3 separate regions of the Mus musculus genome follow, and all the other regions are linked to region 2. A link is a contact called in public promoter capture Hi-C data. All regions are on one chromosome and are shown on one strand. The core of a region is the stretch at or near the end of the contact, and the rest is flanking DNA. Distances in the headings are between cores, read along the strand shown. Region 1 holds the start of Fcmr (Fc fragment of IgM receptor). Region 2 holds the start of Cxcr4 (chemokine (C-X-C motif) receptor 4). Region 3 holds the start of C4bp (complement component 4 binding protein).

The links. Promoter capture Hi-C pulls out the DNA fragments that hold promoters and counts their contacts.
Region 1: a contact with region 2 is called in a promoter capture Hi-C map of hippocampal neurons, with 6 times the contacts expected there. The contact joins the promoter of Fcmr here to the promoter of Cxcr4 in region 2. A contact is called at or near these places in 1 of 39 promoter capture datasets (hippocampal neurons), 1 of 484 Hi-C or Micro-C datasets (B cells) and 1 of 115 datasets of contacts at active chromatin or transcription factors (large pre-B cells).
Region 3: a contact with region 2 is called in a promoter capture Hi-C map of liver, with 5 times the contacts expected there. The contact joins the promoter of C4bp here to the promoter of Cxcr4 in region 2. A contact is called at or near these places in 5 of 39 promoter capture datasets (the 3T3-L1 cell line, hippocampal neurons, liver and 1 more) and 1 of 115 datasets of contacts at active chromatin or transcription factors (large pre-B cells).

What each region holds. Positions count from the first base shown.
Region 1 is chr1:130,864,480-130,867,179 of GRCm38.p6, reverse strand. It overlaps Fcmr (Fc fragment of IgM receptor), which reads right to left and starts at 1,403. Exons shown (of 8, transcript NM_026976.3): 1 at 1,284-1,403. The coding sequence starts at 1,320.
Region 2 is chr1:128,590,869-128,593,568 of GRCm38.p6, reverse strand. Cxcr4 (chemokine (C-X-C motif) receptor 4) reads left to right here and starts at 1,270. Exons shown (of 2, transcript NM_009911.3): 1 at 1,270-1,380. The coding sequence starts at 1,360.
Region 3 is chr1:130,660,200-130,662,899 of GRCm38.p6, reverse strand. It overlaps C4bp (complement component 4 binding protein), which reads left to right and starts at 1,282. Exons shown (of 10, transcript NM_007576.3): 1 at 1,282-1,452.

The DNA.
Region 1 (2,700 bases), core at 154-2,653, 2.3 Mb before region 2:
GGTGAAAATAATTCTATGACTGGGGGTCACTACAACGTGAGGAGCTGTATTAAAGGGCCACTGCTTTAGGAAGGCTGAGAACTGCTCTAGACCATCGTGGCATGGAAGCTATGGTAGCAGAAGTATGAAGCTGCCTGATTATATCTCAGGGTGGGCTGGTAGGTCGATCAACAAATGGGAGGAAGGTGAACTCAGTCCTCTGCAGCCTTTCTCTTTCTTCTTTTTTTATTCTGTTCGTGACCTCGGCCCACGGGATAGTAAAATCCGCAGGCAAGGGGGTCTTCTCCCCTTGCTGAATTCTTTCTGGAAAGGACCTTGCAATTACATCCAGAAGTAAGCTTGACTAGTACCTCAGCATTTCTCAATCCAGTCAAATCCTCAGCAAAGCTTAATTATCACAAAGCAGGCATTCCTGACAAACTAAATAAGCTGAGCACACTGAGCCGAAATAGGACATGGCTGTGGCTGGGGTTCAGAAGGTGCTTGGGAATAATGACTGTGAGAGATAGGTAGGTTTGCCATGACCTGCAAAGAGCCAGGTAATAATGGTAAACTGGGAGTAATGACAGTAACAGGGATGGTAAGCGGGGACAGCCTGAGGGAGGGTGCAGGAGGGGGAATTTGTAGCATTTGTACCAAGAAGAGGTCTATTTCTCTGGAAGAAGGTCCGTGGGAGCATGATAAGCTCAGATTCTAAGGGAGGAGAGTGTGTTTTAGTTAGTAGATAGTGGGAGCCATGGAATGACGTTATAATCTTAGAGACGCTTAACACAAATGGAATAGCTGGCTTGTATGGCAACCAGGGAAGTATATTAGGCAAGGCATTAGGCGCATGTATTCCAGATCTTGGTGGTCATTCAAGCGGATTGCTGGGTAGGTGGCTGTAAGCTGAGATAAGAAGCTTAAGGGAATAGTTTAGGGAGACTTCATTTGAAAGTTTCCAATTTCAGAGTGAAGAAGAAAGATCTAGAGGAGAAATACATACAAGAAGAACAAACCTTGGAGACATACATTTTAAGATCCCCAAAAAGTGAGTCTTTAAGATATGTGACACGTTCAACCCTTAGAAATCTAACAGCTGTCTAGGGTGGAAGTCTGGAAGCATACTGAAGGAGTGGGGAGTGGCCAGCATCCACTTCACAGGTCTCCACCCTTGTTCTCTGTGCCCCGGCTGCAACTGCAACTCTCCAGATGCATCAGGGTCAGAGATGGCTGTCAACTGATTACCTCTGGCTAATTCAAACCTGGTAGTTAAGTCTGAAGTGTTTCCTCAGAGCACTCACCTGGCAGGAAGTAAAGTAACCAAAGCCAAAAGTCCATGGTTCCCTGGAGGCCCTGGAGTGAGGCTGACACACACCGATCACCTGGGAGCCTTCTACAACTGGGTGCTTGAAAGCTATGCTGGACCTCTTTGAGTGGCAAGGACTTAAAATGAGGAAATGATAATCTGTTTTGTTTGCTAGCTAGTCTTTGTCTAAAAAAGAAAACACCAGCGAACCATAGCGGAAATCAAGAATTGAGAAAACACGTACTGCATAAAAATGAGTGAGCAGGTCCAAGCTCTCAGCCTGAGCAGCTGCCAGGCCTTGCCCCCTCTTCTCAAAGGGACCTCCCAGGATTCATAGGTGCCGACTGACTTCTGAGCTAGAGGCATTTGTTGTTTCTCCATCCTCAGGACAACAAAGCTCATCACCAACTCATCTCTCCCAACAACAAAGCCTTTGTGGACCAAAGCTAGGCTTTGAAAGTCACCTGGGTTTTTTTTTTGTTTTGTTTTTGTTTGTTTTTTTGTTTTTGTTTGTTTGTTTGTTTTGGTATTTCAAGACAGGGTTTCTCTGTGTAGCCCTGGCTGTCTTGGAACTCACTCTGTAACTCCTCCCATGAGTACTTGTGAACACCTACTATTTATAGTGATATTAGCCATGGATTTTGTGCAGTCTACTGCTTTTGTCTGAACTACATTTATCTAGAAAACAGATGGAGGTGAGACACATAGCCTCTGGTACTCCAATATGCACACTATCATTCCTGAGGTCTTAGGCACAGCTTGCTCAGGGCCTCAGTTAATCTTTAGGCCTCATTCTCTTACAGTGGTATCTGAAAGGCGCTTCCCTCTGGCAGAGGCACAAGCCACTGTCTAATAAGCAGAAGACAATGCTAAGAGTCAGGTGTGACAAGTCACATAGCAAACTCTGCCCTTAGGGTTGGCAGTCTGGTCGAGCCATTTTTCAAGACACCCAGTGGCGAGGGTGAGTGAGGCTCACTGATGGAGAGTAGAGAAGCTGAGAATAAGGAAAACAGTTTCAGGCTTCAGACAAAATGGTTTGTCCAGGCTTGACTTTGTTCGCCTTGGGCAAGCTTCGCTGAGCCTGTGTTCTCATTGGTCACTTGGGTATGGTCACTGTCTTGTCTGGTGCACAGCAGAGATCACTGATGTAGAAATGCTATAAAAGCCCTTTACCATGGGCTATTTGGCTTTAATGGTCTTTCAGGTGTGCAAAGCTGTAACTTATCAGAGGATTCCCAGGTTTTCCTTGGGTCGGGGGTTTCATTCGCCAATGGTACCCCTAGTCTAGGCTTCCTAGTCACTTTTGTCCACACTATTTTAGGCTCATTGGTGGCTGGCTGCCTGCACACCACTCCTTCCTCACGCCTACACACCAGATTGGTCACATGCTCTCCAAAACAGAACACAATGAT
Region 2 (2,700 bases), core at 21-2,520:
ACAAACAAACAAACAAACAAACAAAAAAGGAACGGGAGAAGTGGGGCGGGGATGGAGTTGAGGGCGCAGTCTGGGCCTGCCTATCCTTTGGTCCATTCCAGGAGGGGGTGGGGGCGGTATCTGGGTTGCATAGCAACCCAGGCTCCTGCTGCCGGATGTCTCACCACCCCCAGTGCCCCCGGCATTGGATCCCGCGGTCTCTGGCTGGAGGTCTGGTTGGTTCTGACCCCACCCTTTTCTCCCTCCCCGCCTAGCCCAGGCTCGGCGCCGGTCGGATCCCGCGCGAGCCTGGGAAGCAGTCTGGGCGCCCACTGCAACCTTAGCCTGTCTGAGATTCCCTAGCCATCCACGCCCCCAACCTGACCTAACTAGCTCTTCACTAAGACTTCCCATCTTAGTGTTCTGCGTGGGAGACGCGAGATAGGCATGAAGCGAAAGCTCTGGGCTCAGGCCAGGCTTTGCAGTCCCAGGCTGCTCCATTTGGTCTCTTGGAGCTCGTGGAGCGCCCACTGACTGCGCATGAATCGCGGCTAGCTTCCCAGCTGGGACTCTGTAATTATCTGTTAACTAGATGCATCCCCCTATGTGCTTATGAAATGAAAATGAACCAGTGTTTCTGTGCGGATTTCTTAGGATGTGATTACACAAAGTCCTCGCCGCTCAATTCTTTATAATAAAGCACATTTCAATCATTTTACATACACACACACCCAAATCTCTTCACGAAATTGTTGCCACTATTGTGACTTTCTTCCTGGGAGTATATCTGCTTCTGGATGGGTCCGCAAGTGCTTTCTGCCACACCTGACCCTAATGTCATTATATGAATATGTAGTAACACACACTTGCTTGGAAGAGTTTTGGTAGTAATCACTCCTGACAGCTCAGAGTATAGAACCCTGGCGGAGGTTCCAACATTGCCGCCTACTGGTTAGGCAGGCTCCAAGTCACACACCCCCATCCCCAGTCTTGTCTCAAGTTCTCCACCCGTAAACTCCAGGTCTAAAATTCTATCCACGTGGGTAAGGATGGATGCGCGACCCGCAGAAACACCCTGGCTGGCATCCTGCTTTCCCCAACTCTGAGAACATTATCCGGCCAGGCTCTGGACCCATACTGACTTAAAACACAACAGCAGTGGCTCTTGGACTTCTGTTTGCCCGCGCCCTGCGCCCCGCCCCCGCCAGTCTCCTCCCGCCCCGTCCGAGCTGCGCATGCGCCGCCCCGGGAGCGTGTTTTTATAAAAGTCCGGTTCGGGCCAGAAACTTCAATTTTGTTGCCTGGTGCAGCAGGTAGCAGTGAAACCTCTGAGGCGTTTGGTGCTCCGGTAACCACCACGGCTGTAGAGCGAGTGTTGCCATGGAACCGATCAGTGTGAGTGTAAGTCCACTTGCATCCTACTTTATAGTAAACGTGCAAACGTGTGAACTTAGAGCTCAGCCCCTTTAAGGAGCGGGTTGAAGCAACTAAAACCTTGAGGGGTGTCAGGGTCACAAGGAGGAGCGGGAACTAATTTTTTTTTATGTGTGTGAACATGGCTATAGGGGGAGGAAGATAGGAATATTTTTGCCAGTAAGTTGAGTGGGACGGGTTCAGATGGAGCTTTCCTAAGGTTGCTCTTGTTTCCCTCCCCCTTGAGTCCCGCGGCGCGCGCCGACTTGCACGCTGTTTGCAAACGTCCCAGTTTTTTGAAAAAGGGAGAAGGGCTTGCCCTCTGTCCCAAGACTCAGACCATCGTCTGGTCCTCCTGAAAACAGGAGTTTTCTTAGAGTTTCTTACATTGTGTGAATTTAGAGACTTTAGTCGGCACGCGTAGGCACTACATTCTGGGTGAGCTTCGAACCGGAGCGTCTTGGAGCGGTTCTTGGAGTTAGGAGTGCGGTTCTGAAATTCCATAGTGCAGACAGAGGAGCGCCCGTCTTCGGCGGGAAAAGTGAGCTAGTCTGCCGCGTCGCTTGCCTAGAGGGGGGGCACAAACTGCGGCAGCCGCGGAGAGAACGTCGCTTTGGGATGGAGCAGCAGCGCTTTGCGGGCATCCGACCCGCCACTTCCCCGCAGTGGCAAACGAACCTCCCGAGGTCGGGCTTGCCTTTAGGATCGTTCCTGAGAAAGGGTCATAAGTCTGTACCATGATGCTGCTGGCCATGACGGCGGTTGGGGACAGGAGGGCATGTTGGGACCGCACCTGGGTTGTGCCGGGTCGCCGGAGGGATGAACAGGTGCAAGCTCGGAGACTGTTTGACTGAGCCCCAGTGTTTAACCGTCGGTGGTTTCCTGAGCCTTTTGAAACCCCCTCGCTTAGGGAGGGTTTTGTTCTTTGGTGATTTTTTTTTTTTTTTCCGTTTCCTCCGGCGGCGCGCAATTCAAAGGCGCTCGCGCTGGAGCAGCCCAATCTGTCGCTCGCACCCGGAGGAACGATCCTGGCGCGCAGCCAGGAGGAACCCCTAGAACCGCTGTGTGTTGGTCGTAGACCTGGGTATGATGGGCAACGGTGCCAGCCCCTAGGTGGGTGACTCGGACATCGGGGTGCGCACGGTCTGGACCACTCCTGCTGCCTACCTCGGACTCCAGTAACTAACTGGGTCCGCTGCAGGATGGGAAGCGACCGGAAAGTGAGGAAGTGAAACTTGGGGGCGAAAACCACGGGGTACAGACCCCGTGACTTTCCCCACCCAGGACAGTGTGACTCTAACGTCCCAG
Region 3 (2,700 bases), core at 33-2,532, 2.1 Mb before region 2:
CATAGGATCGCTTTTACATGGACTCTTATCACATTAAATCAGTCTCTTACCTTTGTGACGTGGCTGTGCTTTCTTTACCTCTAATATCCTCCTCATTTTCCTCTCAGTAATTTCTGCTTATCAGTGAAGGTGCACCCCAAATCTTATAACTTGGTCAAACTTCACGGAGGAGCTCAATTTGTGAGGCCATTAGTGTTTATTACAGAGCATAAATTATGATGTCAAAAAAATTTTTTTTCCCTATGTTGATCCAACCCAAGGATTTTGGACATATCAGACAAGTGCTCTACCACCCAACAGCATTTCCAGCCTTTGGTTTCTGAGATAGGATCTTACTATGTAGCCCAGGTTAATCTTGAAATCATAATCCTCCTGCCTCAGCCTCCCAAGTGCTACAGTTACAAGATTATACACTACATCTGGTAAGAACTAATTTTTACTACTTAGAGTTACAATTATTTATTTATATGAGGGGCATTTGGGGCATGGCATGCTTGTGGTAGTCAGAGGACAACATATACGAATTGGTTCAATCTGGGGATAAAACTCAGGTCTTTAGGCTTCATGACATGCACATTTACCCACAGAGCCATCTCACTGGTCCAGAAGTGCTTTCCAAGAGCAATCCTTGGGGCACACAAATCTTTAAACTTATTATTAACAGACTAAGGGTCCATTTCAGGACTTGACTTTATCTGTATATTTATGTGATCGCAAACACATAAATTAGCCTCTTCATTACATTTTTCTGAATATTGACGAGTGTCAGACTGACTTCTGGAGATCCTTTGGTGCCTGGTAGTGGTAGTTGCTAATATCTGTGGAGCTCTGAGTATGTTCCAGTCAGGTCAGCACACAGCAGGAACTCAATAAACAACACACATACTGTGTCTATTGTAGCTCCTGGTGATGCCTGGAGACCAGTGAAGAGTAAGATCCTCAGATCCAACGTCCCTGAGTGGGTCTGCAGTCCTGGGAAGAGAATCATTTTAGTCAGAGTGGGTCTGAACTCCAACTCAAGGTTCCTAGGCTGGTTGGATTTTGTGATGCATAACTCTTATGATTATGAAAAGACAGAAAATTCTGGCATCAAATTCCAAGTCCCCTTCTAACTTAGGGGAAATGGTTGGCAGAGAAGAAAATAAATAATTCCAACACATGATGAAGAATGAGGGCTGGGAGAGAAGGAGATTAAATAAACACTGCTGCTCTAGTCTGTTAATCATTCACCGGGACAGAGGAGACTGTCTCCCTGTCCGTCATACTCAACTGCTTAACCAGAAACTTGTGTGGGTGGAATGCAAGGATCACTTGCGTGGGTAGACTTCAGAAGCTTTTTTGATGGAGCAAGTACTGGCCAGCTTTAGGATAATATGATCAACTCTCATCTTGGGAGAAACTAGTACAGTAGAGATCCAAGTACCACCACAGAGTCTTTCTCTGCTATTGCAGGTCAGTGGGCTACTGAGCACTTGGGTGGGGCATTGTGGGTAAAGCTGGTCATCAGGTTCTTTAGTGTGTGCTCCTCTGTGTTCTATTTATTATTTTTGAGATTACAATTTAATTACATTTTCCCATTCCTTTTCCTCTCTCCAAATCTTCCCATACAGCCCTTCTTGTTCTCTTTCAAATATAGTCTCCTTTTTTAAATTAATTGTTATCACATGCATCTATTCCTAAATACAACCTGTTCAGTCCATATAATGTTACTTTTATGTATGTTTTCAGGGCTGATAATTTGGCGCTAGGAAACCAATTGCTGTGGATCTTCCATGGGAAATACCACAGCTCTTACTACCAGCTTTCCTCAGTTGCCTATAGTTCTTTGTGTAGAATCAAAGCCTCGTGGGATTCCACTGTCTAGTTTTGTATGTTCATCAGTGTTCTTGTTTGGGTCATGTTTGGGAGGTCATGTTGGTGAGACTTTTCTGATACAGTTTCTGATGTTGCTAGGTGACACAATTTCACAGTAAATTCCTTGGACCCTTGGATCCTACAATCGTTCTGCCACCTCCTCTGTAGTTTCTTCTCAGGTGCAGGAGTGTTTCTTAGATGTAGACATCAGAACTGGGACCCATAACTCTGCATTTTGATTGGTTGTAGTTTTCTGCGGTGGCCTCTGTTACAAAGAGAAGTTGGGGTTTTTCTGTTGTTGTTTTTTGTTTTGTGTGTGTGTGTTTTCTGATGAGGGGTTCAAGACTATGTGAGTATGACGATAAATATTTATAGAATGTTGTTAGAGATTATGCTGGCTTAGTAAATTAGTAGTTGTAGATTCTCTAATAACTGGAACTTCACTAGCATTGAGTAGTTAGTTAGCTAGGTTTATAGCAACAGACATGGTTGAATGGGCCTTAAATACAATTAGAGAGTTTCTGGTTACTTTCAAACAATATGTCCCACTATTACACCCTTAGGGTTACTGTATCATGTTGGTCATTGATGCATTCATGGGCATCAGAGCTGGGTAGGACTATTGGTTGCCTTTCCCCTTTTTTTGGAAGCTTGCACAATGTCTTCTAGTAACATTTAAGTCCCCAGAGAGGGGACATTCAGATCAGTTCCATTTCAGGGATCTCTTGACCTTGTTTCTGAAGTGTATGGTGTCTTCAGCAATAGAGACTTACCTTTCACTGTTAGGGCATAACAAAGGGCAATAGCAAGAGGCTGTATGTCTTGGGAGTCTCTTGGACAGCCCAA